Linked DNA regions of Sus scrofa: region 2 is linked to region 1. A link is a contact called in public HiChIP or PLAC-seq data. All regions are on one chromosome and are shown on one strand. Each heading gives the region's core, a stretch centred on a gene start, on an enhancer-like site or on the middle of the called end of the contact. The rest is flanking DNA. Distances are from core to core; before and after follow the strand shown. Region 1 holds the start of HDAC8 (histone deacetylase 8). Region 2 holds the start of PHKA1 (phosphorylase b kinase regulatory subunit alpha, skeletal muscle isoform).

Region 1 (5,776 bases), core at 2,958-5,457:
ACAGCTGTTTAATGAGAGCTAAGTTGTGAAACTTAGCCAGAACATATATCTGTACTCAACTGTCACAGGACAGTTAAATCAGCATACATACAACTAGACCTGATCTGGGCACTGCTATTAGAGCCTGAGCAACTGAAAAGTTTTCCTCCATTTGATCAACCATTCAGTTTTGCTCAACTATGGTTTGCTTGTTAAGGGAATGTGGTTAAACCAATAGTTTAATATTGTGGTTAAAACATTAGTTGTTAATTTAAAAGTATTAAAGACCAGGAGTTCCCGTCGTGGCGCAGTGGTTAACGAATCCGACTAGGAACCATGAGGTTGCAGGTTTGGTCCCTGCCCTTGCTCAGTGGGTTAATGATCTGGCATTGCCATGAGCTGTGGTGTAGGTTGCAGACGCGGCTCAGATCCTGCGTTGCTGTGGCTCTGGCGTAGGCTGGTGGCTACGGCTCCGATTAGACCCCTAGCCTGGGAACCTCCATATGCCATGGGAGTGGCCCAAGAAATAGAAAAAGACAAAAAAATAAATAAATAAATAAATAAATAAAAGTATTAAAGACCATCATGTAAGTTATAAAAGATTAAGTAGTTATGATCCATAGATGAAGGTTGTCTATCTCCCATCACTGCTCAGTAAAGAACTTTACCTAGTCCATATTCTATGGAGTCTGGATGATCATCATCTCCTTCTTGGCTGACCTTCTGGAGATGCTGCAGATAGGCATCAGTATGGAAGGTGGCCATCTCTTCCATGGAGGCCACTTTGGGCTTCACTATCCTAATAACAGGGAACAAAGAGAGGTGAGTGAGTCAGATCCAGAGGACGCCAGAAGCTGGAAGCAGGAGCCAGCAGTCTGAGCAGAAAATACAACTCCCAATTTCTGGTTCTAGGGGGTTGAAGCGATAAACACATTCTGTTTCTCCACTGCACTACCGTCTTCATTTCTTCACATATACATGATGACCCCATTAAAAACGGGTGAAGGATAGATATCTCCCTTGAGTATATAGGTAGGTTAAAAAAAGGGAGTAATTATATTTAAATTAAATAATCAGATATTGGACAAACTCTACTCTGTGAGCCACAACGTTCATGACAGAACCAGTAGAAAGAGATATTTTCCTTTGAATCAGTTCCTAACTGGGTCACGCAATCCTTTCGATTATATTTTTACTTTAATAGGCAGCTGTACTGTCATGAATTTTGAAATTGGACTCAAGAGAACTGGGTTCCCACCCTAATTCTGTATTTACCAGCTCTATAACCTCAGATAAGTTGACTGTTCTGTAGCTCAGTTTCCTTATCTGTTAAGCTCCAATTTGACTCCTAGCCTGGGAACTTCCATATGCCACAAGTGCAGCCCTAAAAAAAGAAAAAACGGCAACCAAAAATGTCCCTCACATCTGCCTCTGAGAATAAGGAGAGAAGGTGCAAGCTGGTTGGAACTGGGCTTCACTCAGAAGCTCTCAACCAACTCCTCACAAGAAGTGACAGGAGTGACAACACGGCTTAATCACCTCTAACTTCTAGCTGCCTCGTTCCCCTATCCTCTTTCTGACTTTACTACAGCTCACAAGCCCTAACCACTCAAAGTACCTGGGAGCTCGTTAGAAAGGCAGAACTTCAGCCTCCCCTCAGACCTATTGAATTAGAGTTTGTATTTTAACAAGGTGATTCACATGCACATTTAAGTTGGAAGAGCATGACCTAGGCCACAGGGAGGCAGTAGTGATTTTTTTTGTTTTTTGTTTTTTATGCTGAAAGGGAACATACCTCTGAGTTTCTTGTGAATTAATATGGCTATACAGGCTACTACCTTCATCAAGCAGACTCAGCCTCAAAAATTAAATATACAGAGACAGGATCCAAGGAGTCTTGCTTCTTCTTTGAGAAAATGTCTATGCCCTCATAGGCGACAACTCTGCCCACTAAGATAAAAATTTTAGTTTCTTGAACCATATTTCCCAAACCTAAGTGCTCCCTCTTCTAGTATCCTTCCTTCTTTAACAAATCCTTACTGAAATCCTCCCTATTTAGCAGCAAGGGAATTATAGACAGTTTTGCTTTGCTTTGATTTCTTCTTTGTCTTAAAGTAATTTTTTGAAATGTTAAGTAACTTTAATGGAAGGCATATAGTTTTTCTGTTTACCAAACATATGGGTTGAAATGGTTGAAAATTATTCATAAAGAAGGTACTTAATAAATGATTTGATTAACAATAGGATAAAATTTTAAAGTCTATTACATTACTTTCTGAGAGATAAATGAAGCATATCACACCAGCCAGCATTCTGACACTCACCTAATGGTCAGAAAATGTCACAAGTGTCAGGGTTCTTTTTTTTTTTTTTTTTTTGTCTTTTTGCTATTTCTTGGGCCGCTCCTGCGGCATATGGAGGTTCCCAGGCTAGGGGTCTAATCGGAGCCGTAGCCACTGACCTACGCCAGGGCCACAGCAACGCGGGATCCGAGCCGCGTCTGCAACCTACATCACAGCTCACGGCAACGCCGGATTGTTAACCCACTGAGCAAGGGCAGGGACCGAACCCGCAACCTCATGGTTCCTAGTCGGATTCGTTAACCACTGCGCCACGATGGGAACTCCAGTGTCAGGGTTCTAATATTGACTCTGATAATGACAAACAGCAAGTTCATGTTTTTTAAAGAAGCCCTTAGCACTGTACTGAGTTCTGGCCTTGGTTCCAGGAATTTCCTTTGGTCTTAACTGTCTTCAGCTCATCGTTAACATTTGGTAGTGGTGATGGTATGTCTAAAAGTCTTAAGTGGAACCCATACCTCAGATCTGGCTTAGGGAAAAACACCCCAAACCAGAACACCCTCAGCTGAAAATCTTTTATTCTATCATATAGGTTTTAGTACCCAAATGTACTCACCCCCAAACCTCCACAAAACACCTGTCCTCAGGATACTTTCCCTCCCAGCAATAAAGTCCTATATCTTAACTGCTTCTTGCACTTTTTTTTAGTTTTCTTAATTCTCTGATAGCTTTTATTAGATCACAGGTAGATTACAAATATTGCGAATCACCAAAAAATAAGAATTAAAAAAAAACTTTTTAAAAAGGACCATTCTCTCTGATTAGCCCCCCTGTGAAGCAGGAAGTGAAGGCTATGAACATCAAAGCCATTCAAAGCATAACTTACCTCATTTGCTTATGCAGTGCATATGCCTCAATCAAGGAATGTACCATACTGGCCTAAAAACATCAGCAAAAAAGAAAAAAAAATAGCAAATAGTCTCTTAAAAGTTTAAGTCGGGAGAAATCCCATCATCTTCATTATCTTGAACAAAGGAACTAACTTTTAATGCCCTTTGCTTCTTTTTACTTAACAGTTACAAAGCACTTTAGACAATACAGATACAAAGTATCTAAACTGCTAAGGCGAACGATATCAGGCCTTATCCGGGTGATGGAACGCTTTTCTCCTGCAGCTTCTTCTCTCCATTTCAGGGATTCCTGACAGTAAGGACACCATCCCCTCGGTGCCATCCCCTCCCCCACACCTCTACCCCACCCCCACCTGTCCGTTGGACGCCCCTCTGCGGTCTCAGGAAACTCTCTAAGGGAACACTTCCCCCATCACCTGGTACAGCCGCCCAAATTTCTGCTGAAGATTTTCCCTAGTCCTATATCCTCTCCGCTTCCTAGTGTCCTCCCGTACACCGACCCCCCCCCCACCCCCCGCCAACAAACCGCCAAACCCATGGTCTTTCATCCCAACATTTCTTACCCGTTTCGGGACTTTGGCCAGGGAGTCGCACATGCTAACGTACTCGGGACTGTAAATGTAAACCGGGGGCAGCGACTGCCCACCGTTCGCTGGTTCCTCCGGCTCCTCCATCTTCCACTTACAGCCGTTTCGGAGCCACCGTCCGGATCCGGCTTTTTTCGGACTCAGCCCGGGCTCCGGTTCCTGCTCCTCTGATCGGCCGCAGCGGTGCTCCCTGGTCAACATTCCCTCCTATTCTTGAAATCGCCGGTGACACCGTCCCCGCTCCCCATCCAGTTGAAGGAATGCAGAGCCTTCTCAGGCCAGAACCCCTTCATTTAGTGGCTGCAGTTCAAAAACTGGAGGTCGGTAGATAGAAAAGCCCAAATAGCTGCCAGTTAGGATCGATATTTTATGGCACAAATAAGCACGGTCAAAATTAACCATCCTTGTTGCCCTACGGGGCCATTTGAGATGAGGTCAGACCAGCTTCAGAGCATTCTGGGAGATGTAGTTTCAAGGGTTTTGAGTAGAGGAAGAGCCGGGCTAATTACTAAAATAGCCACGAATTTGAGTTTTAGTGCTTAAAAAAAAAAAAAAAAAAAAAGTAGCCTCAACTCTTTACAAATTGTCTCAATCTGCAAATACACCCATATAAATATTTAAAGACAGACCCAACGTGGCCACTAAGAGCCCACTCAACTACATCAGATGGGCTTTTTTTAGGTGCGGGACTAATTCATGGTACAAAGGTTTGAAAAGTTTACAGGTCAGCTCTGTGCCAAACTTAGTTCGATGCTTTTCATCATTAACAATCTATGTCCATATAAGAGTTAACAATCTCAACAATTTACTCTGGCAAAGCTGATAGTATTTTCCCGAGAGGTTGCCTGGTACTCTGTAAAATGCTTGTTAGATCCCAGTCAAGCAATGATGTCAAATTACTCCTCGAAAAATCACTCCTCGAAAATTCCCTCCCTCCTTTTGTCTCTGCAGTTATGCAAGGGTTAAGGAAATACTTTAGGTTTAGTATAAGGGTTCACATTAAAGAGCATCCTGAAGCAGTTTAGATTTACCATCAGTATTTCCAGGTTCCCCGGGGGCTGCTATAATCTGATGCAAACTAGCCAAAGCCCAAGTCCCCAACTCTCACATCAACCGGAACTGACCTTACTAACACCTCTCAGATAACCCAATATCCTTACCTTCTTTAATATCTGGCTTGCTTTTAAAATTTTGCTCTTGGAAATTCCCATTGTGGCTCAGTGGTAACGAGCCTGACTAGTATCCATGAGGACATGGGTTTGATCCCTGGCCTCGCTTAGTGGGTTAAGGTTCTGGCATTGCCCTGAGCTGTGGTGTAGGTTGAAGGTGCGGCTCGGATCCCATGTTGCTGTGGCTGTGGCACGGGCCGGCAGCTGCAGGCTCTTATTTGACCCCTAGCCTGAGAACATCCATACGCCACACATGCGGCCCTATAAAGCAAATAAATAAATAATAAGTAAAAAAATAAAATTTTACTCTTTAAACATTTTTGAATATTACAATATGCATTTATTATGCATATGAAATATCTCATTTCATCCTTGCAACTGTCCTAGAAAGGAGGTTGTAATATGCCCATTTTATAGGTGTAGTTTAGATAGAGAAAATAACTGTTCAAAGTCACACATTTACAACCGGAAAAGTAGGAATTCAAAACCCTGCCTGGGAGTTCCCGTCGTGGCGCAGTGGTTAACGAATCCGACTAGGAACCATGAGGTTGCGGGTTCGGTCCCTGCCCTTGCTCAGTGGGTTAAGGTTCCAGCGTTGCCGCGAGCTGTGGTGTAGGTTGCAGACGCGGCTCGGATCCCACGTTGCTGTGGCTCTGGCGTAGGCTGGTGGCTACAGCTCCGATTCGACCCCTAGCCTGGGAACCTCCATATGCCACGGGAGCGGCCCAAAGAAATAGCAAAAAGACAAAAAAAAAAAAAAAAAAAAAAATTAAAAATCAAAACCCTGCCTGATGCTAAAGCTTTTGAACATTCCCTTTACTATATAACCT
Region 2 (5,290 bases), core at 2,434-4,933, 130 kb after region 1:
TGTTTTTGTTTTTTAATATTGATGCCCCAGGGCTCCACCTTCAGAGATTTATTTACATTGTTCTAGGGTGAGGTCCAGTTAAAGGTATTTCTTAAAAGCTTTTCAAGTCATTCCAATGCACAGCCAGAATTTAGCACCATTCAAGTAGAGTGGGGATAAATCCAGTTCATGACCTGTTTTTGTAAATAGAACTTATTGGAACATAGCCATGTTCATTCATTTATGTATTGTCTCTGGCTGCTTATGTGTAACAATGGAAAAACTGAGTAGTTGGGCAGAAGCCACACATAACACACAATGCCACAAATATTTACTATCTGGCCATTACAGAGATGGTTTTCTGATCCATAGTCTGAATTAACTGAGTCAGCTTTGAGAAAAAGAATTAATGAGACCTAATAATACAATCTGTTTTAATTCATAATGAAAGTTCATAGAAATTTTAGAATTCCCAGAGAAAGTTTGTTTTTTGAAGATGTTTCCTCTTGCCATAATGTTTTTGAGAAATTCCAAGGTTATAATTGAGGTGGTATGGAAAATATATTTTTTGTGTTGCATGAAAAATCATTTGATAAAACATTAAAATTTTAGAATGAATAATTTTTTGTTCATTTCCCCCCCTTCCTCTGTTAAATTCTTTCTTCCTGGACCACATAAGGAAAAATGTCGTCTCTGCAGAATGATCAATAAGGAGTTTTCATAAACTAACTCTTAATAGTTTTGAAAAAGACATTGGTTAAATTGTACTGGGTATAAAATCTTGGGTATTGTTCCACTAATATTAATTTCTAGCAAAACAAAACATACAAAATACTGAGGTCAAAATAGCAAAACATTAAAGTAGGATTAGGATTTTGGATTGATTTTTTTCAGTAGGATTACAGATTGATTTTTTTAACACTCTTCTGTATTTTCCAAATTCTTACAATGGTTATGTATGTTTTCTATAAGTCAAAAAATATTGATCTGTACTTTCTGGGATAGAGCAAATACTCCAATAATTATTTTTGGTGGACCTAAGTACCTCTCAATAATAGCTTGAGGGAATAACAAATACCTACTTTTGCAGAGGACAACAGTGAAAATTCCCTATTGCCTAGGACTGTAGCCCTATAATATGCTGTTGTCCTTAAAAACAAGTAAATCTCAATATTCTGATTTATAGATGAAGAATGGAGCTCAGATTGTCTAAGTTGACGGAGACCATGTGAGAAAATGACTGGTGTGGAGAGAATCTTTCCCACTAGTGGAAAAGAATTCACATATACCTTAAAACTGACAGCAGAGTATCTCAACATTACGAGTCCCATGTAGCCCAGAATGTTATTTTCTTGGTCATTCAAGCAGATGTAGCACCTGTGTCTAAACAGTTCTATAGAGGATGCTTCTTTACGGGGGGAGGGCCTTAAAAGTTGGCTTAAAGGCATCTGCTGACTCTAGCCTTATTTTGTTCCAGAAGGATGGGGTGAAGTGGGCATGAGTGGGGTGGTGGTGGGGTGGACTTACAACAGACTCTGAAACAGTGACCAAAGGTGTAAACGTCAACAAATAAAGTATTTATGTCTAGTTGGGAAAGTCAGCTAATTTGTATCAGTTACGCTCATATAAATACCACCTATCATTTTCAGAAACAAAGTAAAATGGTAGATACCTGCCTCCAGACATTCTTCGCAATAAGAATAAATATGCTGGAGACTGCAAAATACATTACTTGGAAAGAGGATTACAGACTTTTAGCAAAGACCTGAGGATAGGATTTTCTACTGTAAGAGAACAGACTGTGCCCTCTCCCCCTGAATCAGCAAGTTTCAAGTTTTCACTGCAAAAAAAAAAATTTCAGTACAATACAGGAAAGCTCTTTGGAATGTAATTTCAGCAAGGTGAAGAAAGAGGGAAAAAGGCAAAGGACACTTCTCTTAGCTTCTGTGGACTACATTTCCTTCCATTCCTGCCCCTCCTCCCTCCAGCTCCAGATCTCTTTGTATTTTTATCCTGAGTACCTGCTCCAGTTCATAGGCCTTTGCTTTATCCTCATCCCGGTCTGCATTCTTTCTATAGGCCAGGCCCAGACCCCATACAGCCAAGATGCTGTACACGTTATCCCGGACCCAGGCATCTTTCTGATCAAAGCTGGCTGGAAGCAAACCAGTCACTGGATTCTGTAAAGACAAGAAAAAGGGACAGGCAGGTAACCATAGGGTGTTAATAATGAGGAAAGAGAATCTTTCAAATGGGTACTCAGGGACTTTGATTTTCCCTCTAGTTCCTCATTCCTAAGTTTTATAATCTTCTCTTCTTCTAAGTGCAAGCATGTATCTCAAAAAAGAGGAAAGAGCTGGCTGAAGACTTAAATCTGAAATGTGGATATTCTTAAAAGAAAGGCAGTGTTTTAACTTTTCAGTTAGAAAGAATGAACTACCAACAAAAAATCACCATTAAAAGAGTAGAAAAATTATGATTAACAATATACACATGGGGAGTTCCCGTCGTGGCTCAACGAACCCGACTAGACTAGTATCCAAGAGGAAGTGAGTTCGATCCCTGGCCTTGCTCAGTGGGTTAAAGATCTGGCATTGGGTGAGGTGTAGGTCACAGCTTTGCCTCGGATCCTGCTTTGCTGTGGCTGTGGTGTAGGCCAGTGGCTACAGTTCCAATTCAACCCCTAGCCTGGGAACTTCCATATGCTGCAGGTATGGCCCTAAAAAAGACAAAAACAAACAAAACAATATACACAGTGTACTTCAGATCTTCACCAACAGTCTAGTTTTAAGATGGCTAAAATTTCCCCTACCTCTTTTCTTCAGCGGGAGGGGAAGGAGGCAGAGCTCAAGCATGGGTCGGGGGTGGGGGGCAGTGCCAAAAAACAATCTACCCGGCATCTTTCAACTCTGGCCCCTGGAACCCAGCTGTGGTTTCGGGCACGGGGGGAACAGGGGAGTGCTCAGAAGCCATGACTCAGAACTCACAGCTAACTCTGGTTCTGTTCCTGGCCCAACACCTAGCTTTTCTTCAGGGTCCTTTACAGCCTCCCCAGCTAGGGGGAGGGAGAACCTGCAAAACACACACACACACAGCCCCCCCCCCCCCCCGCCAACACACACGGGTTCACCTAGGGTCTCCGTCCAGGCTGTCACACTCCACACCCTCCGAGTTCACAGGTGACACCCCTCCAGTTACCTGATGGCACAGGATGGTCTGATGCACTAGCCTAGCATAGCCATCTAGCCGGACCCCGGAGTTACTCCTGCTCCTCATCCCGCTCGGTTTCCAATCCTCTCAGAAACAGAGTGCCACAGGAGCCCACGGTCTATCCAAGAAAAGAGACCTCAACGCAGCTCCACCCTCGCTGTGGTAAGCTCAAGTGCCAGGCCCTATCGCTGTTCAGGCCTGGGGCGGGCTGTCCCGGCCACGACAGCCTCCGCAGCCACTACCCGCCGGCGGGCGTCCGAGCCTCTCGCAGTCCAGGGCGCCTCCGAAGTGCCTCCGGGGCCGCTTGCCGCCTTCCTCAAGTTCGTCTGGCCTCTGTGGGTGCCTTCTGCATCCTCTGCTCCACTCCTGGAGACCCGAGTGACCCGCGGCACAGTCTTCCGTGCGGCCGGCGGCAGCAGCAGGTCACCGGCCGCGACTCCGCCTCCACCTTGCGCGAAAGACAACCGGGAGGCGGGGCGGACGCCGTGGATCCCTGCAGCTGCGCGCGACGCCCGGGGACTTTCTCCGCCCCCAGGCCCTCGCCCCGCCCCTGGTGCCCCCACCGGCCCCGAGGCCGAGAATGTGTCACCGTATGCAATGTGCTATCAAGGGTTTATTTTCGAAACACCTCAAATGACTATTTCTGTTGTCCACACTTGCTGTACACACAGGATTTGGGGCAACCTGTTTCTTCTGCTGGACTAATTTTAGGAACCTATTGTAACTTCAAACCTAAAAGGAAAGAACGACCTTTTGCCTTCGGTGTCTAAAGAATTGGAATTTTCGGGTCTTTATTGTATTTTATACTTTTGACTCAAAGCTCAGATTAAACTCTTAACTCTGACCCAAAACAAAGTAGAAACAACTGCCTAAATTACTTTATTCCTTAGAAAGTGGCGAATCAGCGCGCTTGGGAAGGAGAGGGCAGTGGTGGGCTTTGAGAAAATGAGTGACCCAGGCGGGAACTGGGCTGGGAAGGAGCGGTGCTCAAGATTGCCTTGGCTGGAGAGGAGCTGGAGGAGATTCTATAGCGGCTTTGGAAGGCTCCCGCGTGCGCACGTAGGTCACAAGGCTGAGGCTGCAAAGACTCAGCTGAAAATAAAGACAGAAAGAGAAGATAGAAAATAAACCTGTAGGTAACGCTGATCACTAGCCCAGGAGTAGTCGGTCCACACCCTTCCCGGTGCCCGGCCCCAGGGTCTTTGCTCCGTCTGTTTACTGGCCCAAACCCCACATCTTGATCTCGGATTATTCAAATACTGCATGTCTTTCAAGGCAAGGCTTAAGTGCCTCCTGTTCTCGGAATCGCGAGGTAAGAGACTTAGACTGATTGACCTTTCAGGTCCAACTTAAGAATCTGCGGTTCTAAGCCTTCTTTAGCCAACTCACCAAGGCCACAGTGATTTTGCATTTTCGTTTATCTTTTTGTTTCTCTAAATTTAGTCTTTCCTCCGTTCCAACCCCCACCATCACCCCGACCCAAATTAGCGTGAAGCCTGGCACATTGGAAGTTGACTAGTAAATATTTGGTGCTGGTGATGAAGAAGGAGGGAATGCTCGAGAACTCAGATCTGGAACGTTCAACGGCCAAGTCGGTGATATAGTTAGATATGGTGATACATTTAAAATTCTCAAGCAAATAATTTCCATTGCATACACTGGCTAAGCAAATGCCATGACTGGCAAATATCAAGCTACTTTAAGGCCCAGGTGTACAAAGGGAGAAAAAGTCTTCCCGGGGAAAGCTACTTCATTTTGGAGGAAAGAGTGCTTGACTGCCCCTGTTCTTTCTAGTCCTTAACTCCCTGAAATCTCCTCCTTGGCCTGTCGCCTCAAAAGACCTTTCTCTAGCTGTGTACCCTTGAAGCTACTGCCCTCTCTTTTACTTCACCTCACCATCATTTAAAAATGTTTTTAAGGGAGTTCCTGTTGTGGCTCAGTGGAAACAAATCTGAGTAGTATCCATGAGAATGAGGGTTTGATCCCTGGCTTTGCTCAGTGGGTTAAGGATCCAGCGTTGCCATGAGCTGTGGTGTAGGTCGCTGACACAGCTTGGATCTGGTATGGCTGTGGCTGCATTGTAGGCCAGCAGCTGCAACTC

The links. HiChIP or PLAC-seq counts read pairs in DNA pulled down with a chosen protein or histone mark.
Region 2: an H3K27ac HiChIP or PLAC-seq map of alveolar macrophages shows a contact between it and region 1. The contact joins the promoter of PHKA1 here to the promoter of HDAC8 in region 1. A contact is called at or near these places in 1 of 5 promoter capture datasets (liver), 1 of 47 Hi-C or Micro-C datasets (embryonic fibroblasts) and 2 of 2 datasets of contacts at active chromatin or transcription factors (alveolar macrophages and skeletal muscle).

What each region holds. Positions count from the first base shown.
Region 1 is chrX:58,446,403-58,452,178 of Sscrofa11.1, forward strand. HDAC8 (histone deacetylase 8) reads right to left here and starts at 4,208. Exons shown (of 11, transcript XM_021080459.1): 1 at 3,754-4,208; 2 at 3,166-3,218; 3 at 648-778. The coding sequence starts at 3,978.
Region 2 is chrX:58,579,533-58,584,822 of Sscrofa11.1, forward strand. PHKA1 (phosphorylase b kinase regulatory subunit alpha, skeletal muscle isoform) reads right to left here and starts at 3,684. Exons shown (of 32, transcript XM_021080697.1): 1 at 3,178-3,684; 2 at 2,001-2,159. The coding sequence starts at 3,255.